3 separate regions of the Mus musculus genome follow, and regions 1 and 2 are each linked to region 3. The links are chromatin contacts, called in public HiChIP or PLAC-seq and promoter capture Hi-C maps. All regions are on one chromosome and are shown on one strand. Each heading gives the region's core, a stretch centred on a gene start, on an enhancer-like site or on the middle of the called end of the contact. The rest is flanking DNA. Distances are from core to core; before and after follow the strand shown. Region 1 holds the start of C430014B12Rik (a long non-coding RNA gene). Region 2 holds the start of Agfg1 (ArfGAP with FG repeats 1). Region 3 holds the start of Cul3 (cullin 3).

Region 1 (2,980 bases), core at 26-2,525, 2.4 Mb after region 3:
ATATTTAGTTATATATGCAAATTCGCGGGCCACCATAAGAATTTTTATTCAGGCGTTCCTTTAAAACAGGTTACCAGTTTACCTGCAAACGCAAGGTTCTTAAAGATCGCAAAGTCTAGAAACCCCCTCAACAGGAATCACCTGAGACGGAAGTACTTTGCCCACGACAAAAATGGCTCCGCGTCGACGTCTCAGGAGCCTGCATGCAACATCCGCCCTTCTCTCGTCACATGACCAGAAACCTACTTCCGCTACGGCTCCTGGAAGGGGTCAGTCCTGGCCGTTCTCGCGTCTGTCCCGGCCCGTCGCGGCCGCTCCGCCGCTTCTTTGCCCGGGCGCCTCGGTGCGCTCGGTCAACGGCCTCTGCGAGCGCTCACCCGAGTGCCCCGGAGCCGGCGGGCGGCGACCCTCTCTCCGGGGACTCTCCAGCAGGCCCAGGGTGAGTGCTCTAGTCTCCCCAAGCAGGACTCCGGGCCTAGCGCCGCGGCAGTGACACCCCTCTCCAGACTGGGCGGAGCGGCCCCGGCCTTGGCCCGTCATCAGGTCCCTGCCCTGTAAATATTTGGGACCGGCTTCTTCACCGTTTCTACCTCCGCATCTTGTTCTGTGAAACAAAAATCGAATTTTACTGACAAAACGAAAAACACCTATTAGTTTGGGGTTAGGAAACGGAAGGAAGCCTGTGAGTTTGGATCTGGGCTTTTTCGGGCATCTCTTCCACGGGCCCAAGCACCTCGCAGTTTGACCTTGAGTCTGTCGCGTTTAAAAGTAACTCTTTGTTTTGTGTAAAATCCGTATAACTAAAGGCCTTTGGGAGACCCCGGGCTGGCCATAGCATCCTTGCTCGCTGGAGGCGTTGCGGGCTATACCCCCGCACCCCACGCTAAGCTGGGGTCCAGGTCCCCCATAGCCCCTGACCTCCATTTGCTAAAAACTTGTCATTGCAAAACAAACAAGCAAACAAAAACAAGAAACAAACAAACAAACCAGCGTCCCAGTCCCACTAGCTCAGGAGCAGGACGCATTTTCTGGGAAGAGCAACGCTGTCTCTGAATTGGTGGTGCTCTCTAATTCCAGAAGACTAAAACTTGTGCCCAATAATGCTAAGCAGGCCTCCCACGGGGAGCCAGTGAATGGGGATGCCCTTTTTCCCAGGTGAGAAACATTCCTTTCTCCCTCAGTCGCTTTGGCTACTAATGAGATTCCCCAAAGAAAAACCTTTAGGGAAAGTAGGACCATTGAGCCCTATTTAGTATTCTGAGCGCAACTAGATTGCTTGAGGAGGGGTGTGTATGTGTGTTTATATGTGGATAACGGGTTGTCTAATTTTTGGTTTCGAGGACCTGTGAATTGAGATAGCTCCTCAGTGGTGTCTCTGAGTACATGTTTTTTTACTGAACTACTGGAAGGAACTGTGTTAGCTCTCTTCCTGTCTGATAGGGCTGCCTCATTTTAGATTTACAAAGTTTCTTCTGTTACTCTCTCCTTGCTGTTGTGACATTTTTGTTGTTAATAGATACGGGGGGGGGGGGTCCCTTTAGTAGGTTTTTGGGTTGTTTATATAATTCTAGATGTGAGCCCCCTGCCATATGACTACCCAACAAAGATCCCGTAGAATCTCTCTACTCTTAATTTCTACAGAAAGTTTGTATGTTACATGATGCCAGTTCTTGCTGGTGTTTCCTCAGCCTCTCGGAGCCCTTTGCAGAAAGTCCTTGCCTGTGCCTGTGTATCTTCAAGGTTTTGACTCAGAGCTTCAGCAGTTCTTAGATTAGACCTTTGATTCACTGCGACTTAATTTTTTTAAATAGTTTTGGTTTTGTTACATATGTTTATATGCGTACAGCAAGTTTATGGTTCAAAGGTAGTGAATATTAATTAAGGGTAAATAGTCCCTTAAAAATAGATTTGTGTTTTTAAAAATGAAAGCCAACCTAAAGAAGAAATTGAGTGTAATGTACGGGACCCCGATGAAATTGGAAAACATTGCGGATGTTTGGGTGTGGCCTAGAAAGTGGAGCTGTGGTATCAGATAGGAGTCTGAAGGAGATTTATCTCAAGGTATACAACAAGCATGTAATGACCAAAGACGTGGGAGTAAAACCTTAGCCCCAAATTAAGTTTATTTGTTACCAAAGAATACCCAAAGTACCATAGTTTTAATGAGAAAGAAAAAATAATTAGGTCCTCCTCTGTTTTATTGAAACATACAATCTAAAAACTGAGGCAGTAGTATTGTCTTAATACAGTCCTCATTTTGTGGTAACCAACTATAAAATTATTACTGTTGTTAGTTCATAACTGCAATTTTGCTATTGTCATGAATTGTATTATAAATATCACAAAAGTGTCCAACCACTGTGGTAGTCACTCAACAACCATAGGGGTCGAGACCCTCGGGTTGAGAGCTGCTGCCTTACATGGTGACTGTCTGTTCTAAGACATCAAAATTTGGTACTTTTGAAATTCTTTGTTTATTAGTGTAAAGTTGTAAATCTTTGTGGCTTTTATTTAAAGATTTTCTAGCTAAGTCCCTAACAACGGTATCATCTAGTTTCTCAGTCGCTGTTCTCCTCCCGCAGGGATAAAAGTGGCTCTCACCCTAGCACATGTGCATCGGAGCAATTTAAGGAGTTAATATGAAGCACAGAAGCAGATAGTGCCAAATAGCAAGCCTGTTGTTTCACATTTGTAAGTAAAATTTTCTCTTTGTCTCTGTTTTCTTAGTCTTTAAGCCATCTGTATGTGTCAGTTCCTCAAAAAGCAGACATTTGGGCAAAAAGAATGAAATAAACTAGTTGAGAGTCATAGTCCAACTATGCTTAGCGCACTAAGCAGTCCCCAAGGAGTATACTCATAAGGTATAGAGTATGTTTCTGGTTTTATTTGTTTGTTTGTTTTTTAAATCGATGATGAAGACATCTATATTGCTTTAACCTTAAGTTTACAGAATACCTCTGTCTCAGCACAGTGGCATTTG
Region 2 (2,700 bases), core at 10-2,509, 2.5 Mb after region 3:
GAGAGAGAGAGAGAGAGAGAGAGAGAGAGAGGGAGGGGGAGGGAGGGGGGAAGGAAAAGGGGGAGAGGAAGAGGGAGTTTTTACTTTTCTTGGGCTAGGGATAAAACCAGGGCCTGCCTATACATAGTAACCACTCTGCCTTTGAGCTACAGTCTCAGTCCTGAAATATATATATATATATATTAGTAATAAGTGGGTTTATTTTAAGATAAATATGATATTGGGCAAGGGGATCAATAAAGCAAGAAGAGACATGAGCTGATAGTTGTTGAAGATGAACTCTGGATCCTAGGGATAGTTAAATTTCTCATGTAGGAAACAGTTCAGAAACACTAGCCATCCTATCTGCCCCCCTTTAATAATAATGCCATTTACTATTATAATAATGTTAAGTTAACCCGATGGTTCCCCGGGGCTGACTCAGCATTTTCAGCTAGGAAACTTGAATTCTCCTCTTGTGAAAACTACTCCATTTGCAGTGGGGGCTGGGACAGTATTCGGTAACTCAGTTTTTGAGCCTCCCCACACTCCTTTGAGAAATGAAGGTACAGATGGTTTCTCATACCTTACCGCAGGAGTTCTCTACCTTCCTAATGCTGCTGCGACCCTTTAATACAGTTCCTCACGTTGTGGTGACCCCCCACCACAAAATTATTTCCATTGGTACTCCATACCTGTAATTTTGCTACTGTTATGAATAGTAATGTAAATTGTGTTCCCCGATGGTCTTAGGTGACCCCTCTGAGAGGGTTGTTCAACACCCCCACCCCCACCCGAACCAGTGTCTTAGGGGCTAGCAGTGATTTCCTGCAGCCTCAAAAGGTGGGTGTTGCAGTTGGACTATGTTGGAACTCTGGCTTCGGCAGGTAAATACCGTCGTAAATTTATCCCAGTGCACCATACAAATTTAAGTCTAGAGTAGCGGAGTGAATGGGGATGACTTGGAAGAAGGCGACTAGGCTAGATTCTGTAAGGGAAGAATTTGGAGTGTCTCCTAAAGCAGCGGGAAGCTGCCGGGAACATTTCTGCCTGGAGGAAGATAGCCTGCTTACACGAAGCTCTTTGCACGTACAGGCACCCAGCGGATAAGGGCTGTAATTTATTGACACCATTGTGTCTTCTCTACCCCGCCCAGCTCCGACCCTTGCCGCAGCGTGGCCGCAGTGACTCCTCCCGGCCAGCAGAGGGCGCCAGCCTGCACTTGGCCCCCGGCTGCCCGAGGCCGGTCTCCTCTTGCCGCTCCCCCCGCCCCCCACCTCGTCTTTCCCCCTTAGGAGAAGTCGGGAAGGTGGCAGCGGCGGCGGTGGCGGTTGTCCCGCCCGGCCGGTTGGTGTGACCGGTCGGCGCGTGCTGCGCAGCTTCCTCGCCTTGTCCTGCCCGGCGGAGCCGAGCGGAGGCCGAGACCGGAGTCCGCGAGGGCGGAGGCGGCGGCGGCCAGGGCGGCCCGTGGGAAGGGAGCGCGGGGCCCCGGCAGCGCCGCCGGCTCCCGGCCCTGCCGGCCTCCTCGGTCGGAGCCGCGGCCATGGCGGCCAGCGCGAAGCGGAAGCAGGAGGAGAAGCACCTGAAGATGCTGCGGGACATGACGGGGCTGCCGCACAACCGCAAGTGTTTCGACTGCGACCAGCGCGGCCCCACCTACGTGAACATGACGGTCGGCTCGTTCGTGTGCACCTCCTGCTCCGGCAGCCTGTGAGTGCGGACGGGGGTCGTGGGTACCGGGCCGTGGCGGCGGGGCCCGTTGGGGATGCGGCCAGCCTAGGCCTTGGGGGCCGGAGATGCTCTTGCTCTTTGGCCGGGCGAGGGTCCAGCCTTGGGGTGGCCGGCGTGGGTGGGGCGTGGGTGGGGTCGGGGTCAGCCAGCGGCCGGCCCGGCGGAGCATCCCGGCTTCCCGCCGCTCAGCGGGCGTGGCCGCGCCTCGGGGGGCGCAGGCGGGGAGCATCCCCGGGAGGGCGGTGCGGGGCCTTTGTGCGACCCGCAGCTCCGTGGTTGGGGGGCCCGGCCTCTGCTCGGTGCCGCGGAGCTGGTGGGGAGGGTGAGAGCAGGGACGCAGAAAGCTGGGGATCTTCCTCCGGTCCACAGCACTCAGGTAGCTGGGGCGTGTTGGGGGCGGGCGGGGGGCGTTAATAGGTCTTGATGGCTGAGGTGTGAATCCCAGGAGAAAAGTTCTCCCTAGAGGATTAATTACGTGAGGCGGGGAGGCAGCAAAAGCACGAGGGTTGTGGCTGCATGGCTCCAAGTGTCCTCAGTTGGGGAAAGTTTTACTGGAAAAGGGTAATCAGGAGTTGTGCGCTTCAAAATAAGGATGGAGCTCGATGAGATTTCTGTATCAGAACCCAAGTGTCCTATCTGTCTGGAGAAATGGGGACTGGGAAGACAATATTGAGAAAGGAGATGGAGGTGACCGCCTGAAATTACTCAGATGGCATGTCTAGGCCTCTCTGTTTAAGCTGTGTTGTGATGGGAATTTTTGTTCTTGTGAAATTTCACTTGGAAAGGTTGCAGGTGACTCTGGAACTGATTAGATGCAATTATTTTCTGGTTATCTTGAATTCAATGCATTTTTAATGATCTGGTAGTTAATATTCCTTGGGTCTTAAAAAATATTACCGTGCATGTCGCAGTGTGGGGACACGTGTGCATGTTTTGTATACCTGGGTTCACTTTTACAGGCTGAACCTTTTCCTGGGCCCTCCCAAAATT
Region 3 (2,700 bases), core at 173-2,672:
GTACTTCAGGAAAAGCCTGTTCAAAAAGTGATGACAAAGGCCCCCTTCCCCTCCCACACGACAGAATGCTTATGAGTCTTAGAAGGGAAAAACAACCTCCCTCCGTTTTACTTTTACAATTCTGCTCCACTGATGGCTTGTCTATTTGACATTTACCTGTCACTGTAGCGACACGAGCAAGTACGTCCAGTTTGTTACAACAGGACATTTTAATTGCCTGCCACTGGCTATCTGATCGAGGCATGACATCCAAAGTTACATACTACTCCATCTACTAAACACCGCAAGCCTATGACTCAACGTAACGCCAAGAGGAAAAGTTTCTGAAGAGCAAATGTTTGCTGTCGCTAAAAACGTACAAGGTAAAACAAGTCTGAGTGGCAACTATTCTTGGGGACCTCCTTGACTAAGACACGGAAAAGCTGTGCCTGGCCCTCCAAGAAGTGGAGGGGCGATTCTGAACCGGAGTGGGTCAAGCGCTTAGGAAGCTTTGCAGGATCAAGGATGCTATAAATACTATGCTCCTAGTGTTTTGCCAGTGGGCATTTCTAGCATCTCTGTCAGTGAGTGGGGCAGTGGGATGGCAAGACCGCCCCTGACTACGGAGTCGAGCAGAGGTGGACAGTCCTCCCCACCGCCGTAAAAGCCGAGCCGGCTCCTTCTGGAAACCGCACGCTAAAAGTTACACACACGCCCCACGCGACGGGTGCGGCGGCCACAGCGCGCATCCCCTCAGGGCCGCGGCCCCCGAGGCCCGAGCGAAGGAGGCCCCGGGGCGGCCGGGGCGCGGGGAACGGCCCCGGAGGTGGCCGACCCGGCCCCGCGCCGCCCCGTTGCCGGGAAGCCTCGCGCTCCGCCACCGGCGGCGGCCGTGGGGGGAGGGGAGGCCGGCTGCGGCCTGTTGGCGGAGTTCAGCCCCGGCCTCGCGTGCGGCTCCGGGCCGCGGCTCCCGGTCCCGGGCGCCGAGGACCGACTCACCGGAAAGGCCCGGATCCGCATCTTGGTGTCCTTCCGGCTGCCCGTGCCTTTGCTCAGATTCGACATGGTGCTCGGCCCCTCCCCGGCGGCGGCGCTGACGGCGGCGGCGGCTGCGGCTCGCACTCGGAGGCGCCGGTGTCACATTGAAGGCGGGAGGGCAGCCGCGGGGCTCGGCGGGGGGCGGCGGCGCGGCCCCCGGGCTGGGCTGGGCGGCGGGCCGGCCCCTGGGCGGCCGCGGCGGCGGGGGCGGCGGCTCGGGCTCGGGCGGCTCGGGCTCGGCCGGGGGCTGCGCTGGCGCGGCGGCTCCGCGGGCTTCCCCTCGCGCCGGGCTCGGCTCCCTTTATCGCGCTCCTCCGCGATGGCGGCGGCGGCGGCGACGGACAAACATCTCACTGCGCAGGCCGAACGTCCTCCTCCTCCTTCTCCTCCTCCGCCTCAGCGAGACGAGATCCGGCCCAGAGGGTGGAGGGGGGAGGAGGGAGGGAGGAGAGCGGAGAGTGGAGAGATGGGGGAGGGGGCGGGAGGACGGGAGGGGAGGCGGGAGGCCGCGGCGGGCACGTCAGATCTCGCGAGATCGGGGCGGGCGCGCGGTCGGGGGCGGGGTGGGGCGAAGCCCGGGAAGGGAGGGCGCAGGGAGAAGTGGGGTCTGAACGTGGTGGGGAGGGGGGAGAGGGGTGGATTAAGGAATGGGCGTAGTCAGCGCCCTGGGGGGCGGGGCCTGGTGCAGGAGACGTAGGCTGCGTTTTCAAAAGAGGAGCGTCGGAGACCCCAGTAGGCTGAGGTGGCTTCTGATTGGTGGAGCGCGAAGGTGGTGGGTCACGTGGGTAGTGGGCGGGGGAATTTCCGGAAGGGGGAGAGGGGAGTGTTGTGTTGTGGGCTGGCGGGGCTGAGCTTGGCCCTAGTAGGTAGGTAGTCCTGGGAAAGGGCGTGGGGTGCGAGGAGGAAGGTTCTACGTCCTAGAACTGCTCCTGTGTTTTTCTAGGGCACGTGGCCTAGGGATGGGTACTTGAGCCCAGCCAGAAACTTGAAAGCAGGGTTTGTGCTTGAGTTACCTGCAGACTGCGAAACCAGTGTCCTGTTTTTAGCTAGGTGTTGCAGCGCCTCAGAATCAACCCGGCCTTCTTACACTGTACAAGCTCCTGGGTTTGTTCATTAGTTGATACCTTCTGGAGGATCCAGAGCCCACTAATGTTAAAACCCGGTTTTTGTTTGTGCCGAAATAAAACAAATGCCTAATATACTACAATATTGTGTTAAACATACGACCATTTCCAAGAACAGTATAGATCATTAAAACCAAAAGCACTGTGAAATTAAGTTTGCTGTAGGTTTGGAGACATTTTTCTATTTGTTCGGGGACTCTTATCCTATAGTCGAAATGTCCAATTCGACTGCTTTTGGCTTCTAATTCAGTATGAATCCTACATCTACCTTGCATACTTGCTCATTTGCTGTTTCCAACGCCCCTGGGAAATCTGAGATTCTCCCAGTTTTGGATCTTCCCATTTTGAGTGAACTGTTGTTGGGATTAGCACCTACAATTGAAATTGGTGGCCCATGACCTTAATCCCAGCATTTGGGAAGCAGAGGCAGGTGGATTTCTGAGTTCGAGGCCAGCCTGGTCTACAGAGTGAGTTCCAGGACAGCCAGGGCTACACAGAGAAACCCTGTCTTGAACACCCTTCACACACCCCCGCCCTCCAAAAGGGAAAACTTGATAAA

The links. HiChIP or PLAC-seq counts read pairs in DNA pulled down with a chosen protein or histone mark. Capture Hi-C pulls out chosen DNA fragments and counts their contacts.
Region 1: a contact with region 3 is called in a promoter capture Hi-C map of liver, with 2.9 times the contacts expected there. The contact joins the promoter of C430014B12Rik here to the promoter of Cul3 in region 3. A contact is called at or near these places in 6 of 39 promoter capture datasets (cranial neural crest, embryonic stem cells, erythroid cells and 3 more), 2 of 115 datasets of contacts at active chromatin or transcription factors (both in embryonic stem cells) and 2 of 9 other capture datasets (adipose tissue and liver).
Region 2: a contact with region 3 is called in an H3K27ac HiChIP or PLAC-seq map of embryonic stem cells, with 6 times the contacts expected there. The contact joins the promoter of Agfg1 here to the promoter of Cul3 in region 3. A contact is called at or near these places in 2 of 39 promoter capture datasets (liver and pre-B cells), 1 of 484 Hi-C or Micro-C datasets (muscle stem cells) and 2 of 115 datasets of contacts at active chromatin or transcription factors (embryonic stem cells and thymic regulatory T cells).

What each region holds. Positions count from the first base shown.
Region 1 is chr1:82,724,646-82,727,625 of GRCm38.p6, forward strand. It overlaps C430014B12Rik (a long non-coding RNA gene), which reads right to left and starts at 1,276. Exons shown (of 4, transcript XR_865578.3): 1 at 142-1,276. It overlaps Mff (mitochondrial fission factor), which reads left to right and starts at 245. Exons shown (of 9, transcript NM_029409.3): 1 at 245-439; 2 at 2,583-2,691.
Region 2 is chr1:82,838,201-82,840,900 of GRCm38.p6, forward strand. It overlaps Agfg1 (ArfGAP with FG repeats 1), which reads left to right and starts at 1,260. Exons shown (of 13, transcript NM_001368850.1): 1 at 1,260-1,689. The coding sequence starts at 1,523.
Region 3 is chr1:80,339,268-80,341,967 of GRCm38.p6, forward strand. Cul3 (cullin 3) reads right to left here and starts at 1,423. Exons shown (of 16, transcript NM_016716.5): 1 at 979-1,423. The coding sequence starts at 1,044. Gm39667 (a long non-coding RNA gene) reads left to right here and starts at 1,646. Exons shown (of 2, transcript XR_865570.2): 1 at 1,646-1,883; 2 at 1,961-2,700.